Linked DNA regions of Mus musculus: region 1 is linked to region 2. The links are chromatin contacts, called in public ChIA-PET maps. All regions are on one chromosome and are shown on one strand. The core of a region is the stretch at or near the end of the contact, and the rest is flanking DNA. Distances in the headings are between cores, read along the strand shown. Region 1 overlaps Uvrag (UV radiation resistance associated gene). Region 2 overlaps Gm15506 (predicted gene 15506).

Region 1 (6,544 bases), core at 841-3,340, 300 kb after region 2:
AGTATACCCACATACATGAAATACATAAATTAATTAAAAAAAAGAGGAACTCCCTGATAGCAGCATTGGGGTTCAGCTGGAATGCTGGAGAGCCAGTGCTCAGAGCAATGCCCTAGGTATTGTGGAGGTCATCAAATGTGATATCAAAGAAGCAGAAGTCTGAAGAAGGCAAGCCAACTAGCTGGAGGGGCGCATGGAAAAGGTGGGAGAAGAGGATGTTAATATCGGCCCAGTGCTGTGGCCTGGGCAATGGGAAAGTGTTCTGGCTTCTAGATTCATGGCACAAGCGCACAGTGGGTGTTCATACATGCCTGCTGAGATGGTGAACAGGGTGCTGAGATACTCGGGTCTAAATTAGTAGCAGTCTTTTAAAATGCTGCATTCCCATAAGCTTAATGCTCAGAGAAGCTCTTCTCAGCCATTTTTACCTTTTGGCAGTACACTCCTTCCTCAGCTCACTCAGGGAGTCCTTCTGCAGCTGGAGCTTGCCATGCTCAGTGGAAAATGCACTTCCTACAAGGGAAGATGAGGGAGACAAGGCCCGATGAGATACTGCAGACAGACATGATGCTCAACCACATGTGCACACGCAGAGCTCAGTCTCCTGCCTGTGACGGGGCTAGACAGATCCAGCAGGCGAGGCGCATCAGTACAGAGGGTTTCCAGATGAACTAACTGCCACTGGCGTGGCTTACATCAGTCTAGCATCCTGCAGGAGGCAAACAGCAGGACTCTCACACTTTGCACACAGGTTTCTGGACACTGACCAAGAAACCTTTATGAGACTTCAAAATTCAGACTTCACTCCTGAAAGAATGGTTAACTTATTTTCAGTCACAACTCTACTTAACATTACTGAGAATGTAAAATGTAGGATAGGAAAATTACCTACGTTTGGATGGCTATGCTACAGTTCATATAACCAGGTTTATGAACTTCATCTTGCTTGTATATATTTTAGTGAGAATCACAGGGCACAGGCAATGTGCATTCGGATTTTTCCGTATTATGTCACAAGCATTTTTACATGGTGACAGTCTGAAGTTATGGCTGTGTAAAACTCAGCTTTATAGATGTGGCTTGTAGTGCTATCACACATTTTATCTCACAGGCTCACACTTGAATCCTATTACAGAGCATTTAATTTCCTCTTAGTGTTTGCTTTAGTATGCTAATGATTAATATTTGTGTTCATATGCCTGAATCTTGTGACTATATGAAATGTATGACCCTCAGTTTTGTGATAATAAAATCCTTTTCCATCCTCCTACTCTGAGAAAACGAGAGCTTGTGTTTGACAGTCCAGGCCTGATTGCATCTGCAGAGGTCCTCAGGCATAGAAATAGTGTAAGATCCTGACATACGCAGTTTCGTATTTTTCAAAGGATTTTGTTTCATGAACTGTGATGTAATAAGAAGCATGCCCTGAGCTCCTCTGCTCCCCCCACCCACCTAGGGAAGAACAGAACACAGGCTTAGTTGGCCAGGATCCAGTTTGGACTATAGCACAAAATCCACCACCTTCAGAGTTTTTGTCTTTTAATTTAACCAAGGACTTCATTCGAGTTAGACAAAAGCTGTGCTACAGACCCATCCCCTAGCCCTGTGCTGTTTATACCTAAGGTTTTCTTCTCTTTCAACTATAAAGACCAATATGTGGAAGAGTAAGATCCCAAACTCAAGGAACACCACTCATCTTCTGCAGCCAAATATTCCTCCCCAATTCTTTGTCTTAATGGTTTTATGTCATTGGATTGGCACTCACCACCCATGATCGAGTGGCCCTAGACGTAGACTCTCACCGCTCTTCATCCTCGGAACTGTTGGCTTTACTGCTCGTAGGACCAGTGGTGATGTTCACCACCATTCCTGGCCTGGCAACCCGTGCTTTGTACTTGGTTCATCTGGCTACTAGCTAATAAGATAATTAACCAATTAAATAACCGAGACAGGGTTTCACTGTGGCCCTGAACTCAGAGTCCTTCCTGCCTCTGTCTCCTGAGTGCTGGGATGAAGGCATGCACTACCATACCCAGCCCCAGACTACACATTTACTGAACTTTCCACAGAGTGTCTGTTGTTTAACTGATACGCTGCACTCGTTTTCTGCTTTTGAACTCTTTGCCCTTTACCACTTCCTTCCTTCTTGTACAAAATGGGCATGAGTTGTCTTCCTTTTTCTAGCTTAAGAAAGTTTAGATTACTGACTGGAGACTTTTTTAAAAAAATATATACGTATCAAATTTCCTTCTATGCTTTTATGTTATTTTATGTATTCCTTTAAACATTCATATTCATATTCACTCATTTCAAAATACTCCCTAACTTGCCTTGGTATTTCTTTTTTCTGACCCATAGCTTCTAATATACATGTTGTATAATTTTTATATTTTTTGGAATTTTCCAGATTTTTTTGTCAGTAATTTCTAACTTAATTTAATGCTGAGAACATATTGCATGTGATTTTTAATAATTTTATATTTTTGTCTTTCTTAGTGACAGATAACAGTTTAAAGCTTCTTGGTTTATATCACTGTCCCATGTACATTTGAAAAAAATAAAAAGCCACTGTGTTCACTGTGAAAAAACAACAGTCCACTGTCACGTTATCATTATGTTAAGTTTTTCCTGGAGAGACCTGAACAAACATCTACTTACCACAGGACAACAGACAGACCAAATAAAGAATTCGACAGAAGTCTAGCCTGGTGAACCCTCTGAGCTTACAGAAACATGGGCACCTTTTGTGCAGCTGCACCACTAAGGAAACCGGCTCCCTCCTCCAACAATCATGAGAGGAATTTATCCTTAGGAAGAGGTGGGGCCTCTTGGGACACAGGTGCTGCCTCCTGAACTCTTATGCCCTCCCAAGAGGGACTGTATGTCGGGTGGGAGATCACAGGTGTTCTGATTCCACGTGGCAATGATGCATCACGCCAGAGGACACAGTTCCACAGCAGCGTGGAAGGACTTTCCTTTTCACCAGCTTTCTCTCTGTGTTCATCAGTTACTCAGAGATGTGAGCTTCACTTTTTAGCTTCTATTGTGCACTCTCTCATTTGTCCTTTGGGAACACCAGGTTTTTCTGTCCCTTAGACTTGTGAAGGCTTATAGAGCTGCTATTATTACAGAAGGATCATGCTGTTATTGCAAGAACAGCCATGGCCTCTTTGAGACCCACACCTTCAGCTTCTGCTATGTCCTCAGTCTTCCTGTGACTATCCAAAAGAAGCTCATTCAGAACTTTTAAGCCGGCGCGACCTGCCTGAAAATTCCTATGACTTCATGCAAGCCCACAGCTGGCCATGAACGATGGGTAAAAGCCAAGTTCTTTCAGCCTCTTCTGCAGAGGCTCCAGCCTCTCCATGTGGCGTCACTGGTGGGCAGCACAGCTTCCCACCCGCTCTCTGCGCACACCTGGCTGAGATCTTAGTTCTCTGATGTGTGAGGAAAGTGCGTCTCCTTTTCTTTGGGCTAAAAATCAGATTTCTCTCTTGGGTTCTAGGCCGGTGCAGGCAGTCAAACGTGAACATTCCAATTTTTAAAAAGCGTGTGTGCCTGTGAGAGTGTGTGGGGAAGCTATTCCATTTGTTCTAGGTGGTCTTGTCCATGCATATTTTCCTCACATACTAACATTTTTCCTCAAATATTTCCCCTCAAGTCACTTCACCCCCAAGAATAATTGATTAGTATAAACAACTGATATAGGTTTCATGTGAAACAACAGAAATTTATGTATGCAAAATGCCTCCTTCCGCAGAGCCAGCTTAGCAGAAGCAGCAGGAACTGCTGACAGTGCAGCTTTCCTACAGAGTATCAGGTGGGGTGGGGTGTGGAGAGACAGTAACTTTATTTAAAACCACCGCAACTGTTGAGGAGAGCATGTTATGATGGTAGTGTCTTAGTACAGGGTGTTTCCATCCTACGTTCAGCCATCTTTCACCCTTTCTCTGAGTTAGTTATAAGAGTCCACAGTCACCCTCCTCTCTGCTCTACCTTTCTAGTATGCCAAGAATTTTACACATATACGTATGCACATACTTACATGGAACCAAACAAGTTACTTCAAACAAACAGAAGGAACGGAATGGGCCATAGGCCACCTCCCTACTACTGCTTTTCTCTTTTTCTTTCTCTCTCTCTCCTCCCCTTCCTTCCTTCCTTCCTTTTCTTTCACTCATTCATTCATTCATTCATTCATTCTTATTTACTTTACATCCCTCTCACTGACCCCCCCCCCCGGTCACCCCTCCTACAATCCACCTGTGAGAGGGTTGAGGCCCTCCCTGGGTACCACCCTCCCCCATCCCTGCCCCCAACCTGGCACATCGAGTCTCTGTACATCCTCTCCTGCTGTGGCCAGGCAAGGCAGCCCAGCTAGAAGAACATATCCCACAGACAGGCAACAGCTTTTTCTTAGCTCCTGATGGTTATACCTGGAAAGTCTAAGTTAAAAATCCCAGCAGGCTCTGTCTCCCAGGAACCCTGAAAGCAGCCTACCCATCTCTTCCTGGGCTGCCCCTTTTCTCTACTGTATTTCTCCACATAGTCTTACCTATGCTGTGTCATTTAGAGTTGTGTTGTTCCCCCCACTATGGATTTATCCCTTATGTCTATATCGCTACTATCAATGGTCTCCGGGAGAGAAGGAAAAGAAACATATGCTGGATTTGCATCTCCCAGCTCGCCCCAGAGCTGTCCGCCTGTCTAGGCACATGTCTGTCCGTATTCCACCCTGCTGAGCTGTGCCTCTGTGCACTGGGAACACAGGCAGGCGGTGTAGATTTAACAACTAAACGTCACTGTTGGTGCCTGTAAATCTAACAGCCTAAGAATATCCATCAAAAAATCAAAACATAGCTTCTTTAGGCTTTCTCTCCCCAGAGAATTTGGTCTTAGACTAGCCACAGGCCAGATCCCGTCAAAGTTACAGTTAAAAACCAATAAACTATCATTCTGAGTTTTACACAATGGCGGGTGACCAGAACCCAGTATTCTTGACTGTGAGACTCTCTCCTCAGCAAACTGCCTGTTCTGCACCAGGAATTAGGATGGCGCCCTTTTCATGGGCTAGTAGATAGTTTTTTGTATATATGATTTTTTTTTTTTTGCCGTGAATTTTGCAAAACTGTAATTGACTGTATTTCATTACAAAGTTCACTATCTTGCACATAAGAAACTGCACACTAAATTCCACCCCCAGAACTTAGTGCTAAGAGAATTCTTTCTACCCTTTAAGGAACTGGTAAGTTTCCTTACTACAGGGATGGGAAGTAATTGGCTTTCTGCTTCTACACAACTGGTCTGACAGCTGCGGACAGCGCTCATTTAGTTCCTAAGAATGAAAGCGTTGACTCTGGGGCTTCTACTGAATTTAGACTGTCCACTATATGTATCTAGGCTAAAATATTACCTAAGCTACACCCAAGAGTCTAGACAAGTCTGTACTTCATCTTCTTTTCATTGAGACAAGGTCTCCATATGTAGCCTGAAGTGGAAACTTAAGGGTTCTTTGGAAAGTCAGTTACGTCGGTGTTTTGCTGGGGCAAGCACTCGAAGGAATGTTTTCCTGAAGTGGACACAGGTGAAAGACACAGGCAGACTTGTGAAGGAACATTTCACTGAAGCAGACACAAGAGAGAGAGTCAATTCTGAACTCCTTTCCATTCAACCCAACTGTGGTGGTTTGAATAGGACTGGCCTCAGAGATTCATGCGTCTGAATCCTTGGCCATAGCACTATTAAGAGGTGTGGCCTTCTTGCAGGAAGTTTGTCACTGTGGGGTGGGCTTCAAGGTCTCCTGTGCTCAAGCTATGCCCAGTGTGGCTCACAGTCCCTTCTGCTGCCTGATGATCAAGATGCAGAACTCTCAGCTCCCTTTACAGCATCGTGTCTGCCTGCATGTTGCCATGCTTCCTGCCATGACAATCATGGACTAAACCTCTCAAAGTGTAAGCCAGCTCTAATTAAATGTTTTCCTTATTAGAGTTGTCATGGCTGTGGTGTCTCTTCACAGCAAATGGAAACGCTCAGATACCCAGTGCACACAATACGGTGCTCCAGCTCTGGGGTTTCTTTTTTAATTCTATAAGCCAAGCCTCTCCCCTTTTAAGTCCATACATTCAGTTTTGCCTATCTTCGTAGTTCAGACATTAAGAGCTAACAAGATGGCTCCACTAGAAAAAGCACTGGCTGCACAAGTCTCAAGACTGAGTTTAATTAAAGAAAATCACAAGGTAAGTCTGAAACTGACTCCTGAAAGTTGTCGCCTGATCTCCACATGTGCACTACGTCACGCATGAATGTATGCAAACACAATAATATTACATTATTAAGAAAAATTTAAAAAAGAAAACGTTACATTAATTCCACTTTGAAGACATGAATTAATAAATGTAAAGGAAACCAGTCTAGCAGGTTCTGTAACATGGCAATAAAATGTTAAAAACACAGCCTAGGGACGGCTCTAACTCTGTGGTGAAGCACTTGCCCTAGCATGCACAAGGCATGGGACTCAATCCCCAACACGGCAAGAAAAAAGAAA
Region 2 (7,178 bases), core at 3,641-6,140:
GACGAAGAGATTTAGATTAATTGCTTTGACAAAAGAAATCCCAAAACAGCTAAGCATTGACTGTGTTCTGTGGTTCACTCTTAAGAAGAGTATTTTGATCAAAAATGTATGGACCAAGGATCAAAAGCGCACTAGGAAGTGGAATAGAGCTAAATCCTATGTTCAAGGAGAAAAACAGATTAAAGATGTTAAATGGAATTAAGGAAGTGGTAACCTCAGGGCAAGATCTCACTCAGCTAAGTAAGCTTCCACCTTGTGAAAAGGTTACTCCCCAAAGGACACTGCCACCTAGCCTCAATTTACAGTGTGCCTGTGGTTATAGGAGGGAGAGTTATATCATGCTATGCATTATTATGTCCTGGTTCTTGTTTTCATTTAGACACAAGGAGGTATGATTGCCAATTGTGTTGACAATGGATAATCGTGATGGCTATTCTCAGTTGTCAATTTGACTGTATCTGGGATGAACTACAAATCAGAACTGGAGTGTACACCTGGTCAGGATCTTGAGGCAGGAAAGCAACATGCCTTTGATCTGAATCTTGAGGCTGGAAGACACAGGCTTTTGATTTGGATCCATATACACAGATCTTGAGGCATAGTGGTCATGCTTACAAAGATCTATAATGAAAAAGAAGTAAAGAAAAGCCTGTGTTCAGGCATGGCGATATGCACCTGTAATCCCAGCACTCAGGAGACAGGCATGCAGATCTCTGAGTTCAAGGTCAGTCTACAGGACAAGTTCCAGAACAGTCAACCTTAAGCAGTGAAGGAAACCATGGAAAACAGAAAGCTGGGGAAGATGCAATTGAACAAGGGGACTAAGTGAGGGCCCCAGCAAGCAGCAGAATGTGGCAGCTTCTGCCATGTGGCTTTAGAATCAAGGGTGGAATTTCCCTCTGTGACTTAGGAAAGGTGCTGAGGCCAGAAATGTGCCAGGGGTGTCCCTGCTTAGAGGTCTGGAGAGGCCACTGAGTGAACAGGGTTATGGAATTTCCCTCGGAGACTAAGGAAAGCTGCTGCAGCTAGGCATGAAGGCCTAGAGAGGTCACTGCATGAAGTTGTGAAGGTAAAACCTGGATTATCTTGGAGATCCCAAGATGTTAGAGATGCCAGAGCCATGGGATAACTGCTGAGGAAAGCTGCTAACAGAAAGTAGAACCAGCCCAAGGAAAAGAAGTGTGCTGGAGTCAAAAACGCTGAAAGGAGTTGGGAGATCTGCAGAGCATTACGACGTCAAACATGGAGATGCAGAGTTTGGAGTTTGCCCTGGTGATTTTCAGTCTTGCTTTGGTCCAGTATTTCTTCTCTATGCTCCCTTTCCTTCATTTTGGAACAGTAATGTATATCCTGTGCCATGATATGTTAGAAGTATGTGATCTGCTTTTTGATTCTACAGTTAAGAGATTCCATGAATCTCAGAAGAAACTTTGAACTTTAGACTTTGAAACATTTGTTGAGACTGTGACAGACTATGGGGACTTGTGAAGTTAGACTAAATGCACTTTGCCTTATGTTACAGCTACAAGCCTATGGGGAGCAGAGAGTGCAATGTGATACTCTGAATAGGTTTGGCTCCCATAGATTCGTGTGTTTGAAAGCTTGGCCCATAGACAGCAGCCCTATTAGGAGGTGTGGCCTTGCTGGAGGAAGTGTGTCACTGTGGGGGTGGGCTCTGAGGTTCCCTATGCTCCAGCTTCGTCCAGTGTGAGGCAGCTCCTCCTGCTGCCTGTGGATAAGACGTTAATCCTCAGCTCCTGCTCCAGCACCATGTCTGCTTGCACATTGCCATGCTTCCTGCCATGCTAATGATGGAATAAACCTCTGAGACTGGGAGCCAGCCCCAAGTAAATATTTTCCTTATGTTTTGGTCTCTTTACAGCAATGGAAATTGTAACTAAGACACATGGGACCCTCAGGCCACCCTTGAATGAGACTGCTGCCTGCTGGAGAATAGTGGTGACCTAGCATAGTAAGTAGAGCAAGGTGAGCATGGTGGTGGTGCCTGTAATTCCAGCACCACCATAGGACAGGAAGATTCAAGTTCAAGGCCAACATGAGGTAGGTGTGAGACCACACTGGGACAGTCTCAAAATCAGCCAGTCAGTAAAATAATGGCAAATTATTACAGGCCTTCAGACACAAGTTTATACAGGGTTAGCAAGGAGTTAAAAAGTAGGGCATTTTACCTGGGAAAGCAGGATAGATTTTCCTGAAGAGATAATGCATGCGCCAAAGTTGATATGTGAGAATATTGTCATTTCAAAGAAGGAAAGGCAACCATACATGACACATGGTACTCTTCTGCTATGGCTGGAGTCTTTGGGTTCCCAAAGCTTCCCATGCTAAAAACTTAGCCCTTGGTAGTTGTATTTATAAGTAGTACATCTTTAAGAGACTAGCAGCTCAAACACCAGGAATATTTGTCTAATGTTCCCTAAGGTCCTGGATTTGAACCCTAACACAGAAATAAAAATAGTAGCCCATTGTCTCCTTCTTGGTATTTACAAGCTGGTATTTTCTTATTTTTAAATTTAATTCTATATTTCTCATAGCAAAAATTACTGATCCAGCTAGGCTTAGTGGAGTATGTCTGTAATTTCAGAACGTAGAAGGCAGAGGTAAGAGATCAAGAGATCAGTGGCTCAGAGGGCTGAAGAGATGGCTCAGCAGTTAAGAGCAAGTGCCGCTCTGGTAGAGGATCTGAGGTCAGTTCCCAGCACCTGTGTGGCAGCTCGTGAGCACTATGACTCCAGCTCTAGGGGATCTGATGCATTCTTCTGGCTTCTGCTGGGACCAGACAAGCATGGTGCACATACATACATGAGGGCAAATATGTACATAAACTAGAAGTACATTTTTAAAAACTTGGGGAAAAAAGAGGTAAGAATCCGCCTTAGCTATTTGGGAAGTTTGAGGCCAACCTGAGAACAGGAGACTATGTCTCAAAAACCAAATAAAGCTGAGAATAGTGCAGACACCTTCAATCTCAGCACTGGGAGGCAGGGACAGGTGGATCTCTGTGTGTTCAAGGCCAGCCTGGTCTCCAGAGTGAGTTCCAGGACAGCCTGGAACTACACAGAGAAATCCTGTCTTGAAGCAAAACAAAAACAAAAGAAATACCAAAACAAGAACAAAATACTAAAAAAAAAAAAAAAAAAAAAAAAAAAAAAAATACCCAGTCCAGTCCATGGGAGTGTGAGGTCGTGGCCATCTTTTCCTTCACTTTTACATTTAGGACATATCATCTAGAACATATTTTGAGTGTCCTGTATGTGTTGAAGGGAGTAAGTAACAAAGACACACGGTAATCAAGGGGCTAATATGTCCTGTCACCGACACAGGATGTTCTGACCATTTTTCCACAGAGGAATTCAAGTGAGGATTATTAGAAGGCCTCCAATCTCCTCCCGGAAGGCAGAGAAGTGTGACATGATGGGGACCCCAGGGAGGAGACCAGGAGGACTTGATGCTAGAAAATGTTAATCTAGAACGTATCATCCGTCGCCTCCATCCTGTCCCCTGACTCATACTCTGCTCTCCACTCCGCCCTGTCTGGAGGCCCTAAGACATGGAACTCGTCATTTCCTGCCGGGGTAAATCACAGACTGACGTGTGATACTCGTTCTTAGTTTTTACCATACCCCAGGTATAGATGCTCACATCCATCAGGGTGGAGGGAGGCCTTTCCACAGGGTGGCGCTGGGAGGGGTGGGGTGGGGGGAGGGGCGCTTCCCACTCCGAGGCTTCCTGGCTCGGCTCCCAGGTGATTTTACAGCCTCTGGGTCTGAGTCTGCATCTTCTGGATGCGCCTCAGTTCGCTTGCTACAGCACTGACGTGTGACCGCTTAACTGTGGCCGTTTCCTGGCCCAGGGAGCCTGGGCTTTGGGGAGCCTGGGAAAGAGACAAGAAAGAGAGCTTTATATGAGGTAAGCCTCGACAGCAATAACGAAGGCCAAGGACCAACTTACATTTATACCGTGCTTAACCATTTACAAAGCTCCAGAGAACTCTAGTCATCTTTATGAGCCTGTGCGAAGGTCACCTCGTTTTACCAAAGAACAGCTCTCCCAGGCAGAGTTGATCCTTCCGCCCACACTGGGTAAAATTTCCATTATCATCCTTACTGCTGTGCAAGACACTTATTTGTGTATCCCATGCTTCCCTTGAGTCATCAGCTCCTTGGAGACAGATCACTTTTCCTGTCATAAAATGTGTATTTTTTCTAAAAAAGAACAAAAAGTAATTTTAGTGTTTATTATGCATAAATGTGTAATTATAAAAGTGATATTTATAGTTACAATAAAAATAGTATGTCTAGGGTCAGTTAGATGGCTCTGGTACAGAGGTGCTTGTCAGACCTGACAACATGTGTTTGGTCTCCAGGAATCATATGGTGAAGGAAGAGAACCTACTTTCATAAACTGTCTTCTGAACTTCACATGCATACTGTAGAATATATGTACACACACACACACACACACACAAAGAGAGAGACAGAGAGAGAGAGAGAGAGAGAGAGAGAGAAAATGTAATTTTAAAATAGTATGCAAGCCAGGTATGGTGGCACACACCTTTAATTCCAGAACTCAGAGGGGCAGAGGCAGGCAGATCTCTGTGAATTTGAGGCTAGCCTGGTCTACATTATGAGCTCCAGGACAGTCACAGTCAAAAGCCAATCTCCCGGAGCCGATCAGTGACCTCCAGGATCAGTGAGAGACCCTGTCTCAAAAACCAAGACAGTGATTGAGGGAGACATTGAACTCAGCATCCCAAATCCCTGTGGTAAGCTGGCAGGTCACTCTGCTCAGGAGCCTTCTAACTAGAGCAGAGAATTCACTCCACAGACTGCGCCCCAACACCACCCCATGTACTCTGATAATATCATCCCCCGTCCTCTCTCGGCTTCCTGTTTTTCTGTTTGAAACCTGTTACTATGGAAACATTGTGGCAAGCTATAGTGGGGTTTCTAAGTGAAGTGTTAAGAATTTTTAGAACCTGCAGAAATACAATGTTGGTGTTTAGGGAATAAGAGCTCAAATTATGTGACTTATTCATGACTTCACATACTGTGTCATAAATACTAACATGGAAATATGAGCCAGCACTGAAGAGATAAGTGGTACTTTATAAAATTTATGTACCCAGGTTTTAAATTTTTCATGGGCGTGTCCATGAGAAATGTTAAAACCACAAAAATGCAACACACAACTTGGGAAGACCTATGGAAAAGGCAGATGACAGAATGCCAGCATGTCCTCATAAATTCACATCTGTGAAAGGACTGGGGACCTGGACAGCCAGGGGATGTGGGAAACATCTGTACGATGTTCTGGGTGATGACCATATTCCTTAAAAACTGTCTACGATCATTCTTATTAGACATTCAATGCAGGGTACCGTAACAAACATTTCAGTAAGAGAATTATTACCAAGGGCACAATAGGAAAAACAAAACAGAACAAAGCAAAAATCACTTCCCTGGCTTGGCTTGAGTTGGCTAAGTTTGGGCTCCTTTATCATCCTAGCTCTGCCATCAAGCAGGTGTGTGACTCAAGAAGTTGTCCAATCTCCCCGGGCCTATTGCTCATCTAATCTGGGCTTTAATTCTGAAGTTACTTATTAGGTTATTTTATTACTTATTAGGTTCTTTTAGCCCCATGTGTGTGTAGAGGCATGCTTATGCTATGGCCCACACATAGAGTCAGAGGATACATCGTGGGAGTTGGATCTTTATTTCCATCGTGGGAGTGTCCCTGGATCCAGGGACTGAACTCAGGTCATCAGGCTTGGCTTTACCTGATGAGCCGTCTCATCAGCACCTCTTTCTTTAAGTGAGGCCTATGTCTAGTTTCTTCCAGGAGGTAATATTTCAAACCAGTTCCTTGTGGCCAAGGCTTGGGGGCTGCACTACTTAAGAGGAACTAGTAATGGCACGAGCTTAACAATTATCATTTCACTGTGCACTCTGCCTTCTCACATCCATTTTCTTATTTATACAGTTACTTTAAATGTAGCAATTCCAACTTTCTATTTTTTGTATTATAAAAATTGGGTACTGATAATTTTATTCTGGGAAAGATTAGTCTGCTAAGGCAAGAACCACAGTGGGTATACCTTCCAGAGTTGGTCATTTTCCTTCATCCCACAATGTTAGTCAGTAGCCAAGGGCAAGGGCTATGTCTGTGTCTACAGGCCAATCCCAAAGAGATTCAGTAAGTGGCTCTTTGTTAGACAATTGGGAGGGAGGAAGCTGAGGCAGATATGGGGCTGAGGAAGGCCTCCAGTGCCAGGGGCAAACTTCTGTCTGTTTCTGTATTTCTCAACTTTCTAAATCTCAACAAGCAAAAATATCAACAAAGCACATGTTAAAATCTTTTTTTCCTGGCTTTTTGTCACCCTTGTTTCCCATAACAACACTGTAGTCAATTCTTCTAGCATTTTAAGTACTGCTTGCTTCTCCAGTGTCTAGAGTGTGGTTTTTCTTAAAAAGGACAACTATTAAAATGATTGTACAGGTAGTGCTTAGAGGACAACAACACTGAGTTTGTGGACCTAACACCTGCCATCTAGCTCCATATAAAGACTCTTAACAACTAGCTCCAAAAAAGGTCACCTTTAGGGACTTGGGTCCCACCTGGATTAATCTGTCACTCTAGAAGTACAGTCAGAATCACACGACGTGTAAGAATTTGTCTTGATAAAAGTGGCTTAGGTAGTAACTAGTCAGAGACTGAATGCTGTAATGAATGAGGCACACTTTTTGCTGCTTTTCTACCGTGGTGTAGAGTACCTAGGAGCTGTAAGACAATGGAGCACTGAACTACATGCCAGGCTTTCTGCCCTGCGCCTCGTGTTATTCAGCCCAAGAGTCGCATAAAGGTGCTCTATTTTTGACTCATTTCCCCCACGTAAATGGATGTGCACACATATTTTTTTGTGTATTACCATATCTGTCTAGAACAGTGACAGGCTTGTATAAGCACGGAGTATTTGTTGAATGGAGAAATGGACAATGCACAAGGTCTATGGTATTCTTCCCCTTACAAACGGGTACTCTGGGTGCAGATACACCATTCAGTCCAGGGCCAGCTGAGGAGCCAGAAGCAAAGCCTGAGCCCCACCCTTACTCTTTCTAGACACAGCAGGAATAACACTTAGGCACCGAGGAACTCGT

The links. ChIA-PET counts read pairs in DNA pulled down with a chosen protein or histone mark.
Region 1: a contact with region 2 is called in an RNA polymerase II ChIA-PET map of memory CD8 T cells, with 22 read pairs. The contact joins two enhancer-like sites. A contact is called at or near these places in 3 of 39 promoter capture datasets (cranial neural crest, hippocampal neurons and second pharyngeal arch cranial neural crest), 2 of 115 datasets of contacts at active chromatin or transcription factors (embryonic stem cells and memory CD8 T cells) and 1 of 9 other capture datasets (liver).

What each region holds. Positions count from the first base shown.
Region 1 is chr7:98,991,496-98,998,039 of GRCm38.p6, forward strand. Uvrag (UV radiation resistance associated gene) reads right to left here. Exons shown (of 15, transcript NM_178635.3): 9 at 429-513. Among named protein-coding and RNA genes, the nearest start is that of Gm33827, 120 kb to the left of the region's middle. Within about 2 kb of position 2,091, at least 52 of the 459 cell types and tissues checked have an H3K27ac peak or open chromatin away from gene starts, as enhancers often do. A contact at or near this core is called in memory CD8 T cells, where this site is marked.
Region 2 is chr7:98,689,376-98,696,553 of GRCm38.p6, forward strand. Gm15506 (predicted gene 15506) reads right to left here. Exons shown (of 1, transcript NR_144495.1): 1 at 1-7,178. Among named protein-coding and RNA genes, the nearest start is that of Gm15506, 10 kb to the right of the region's middle. Within about 2 kb of position 4,891, at least 143 of the 459 cell types and tissues checked have an H3K27ac peak or open chromatin away from gene starts, as enhancers often do. A contact at or near this core is called in memory CD8 T cells, where this site is marked.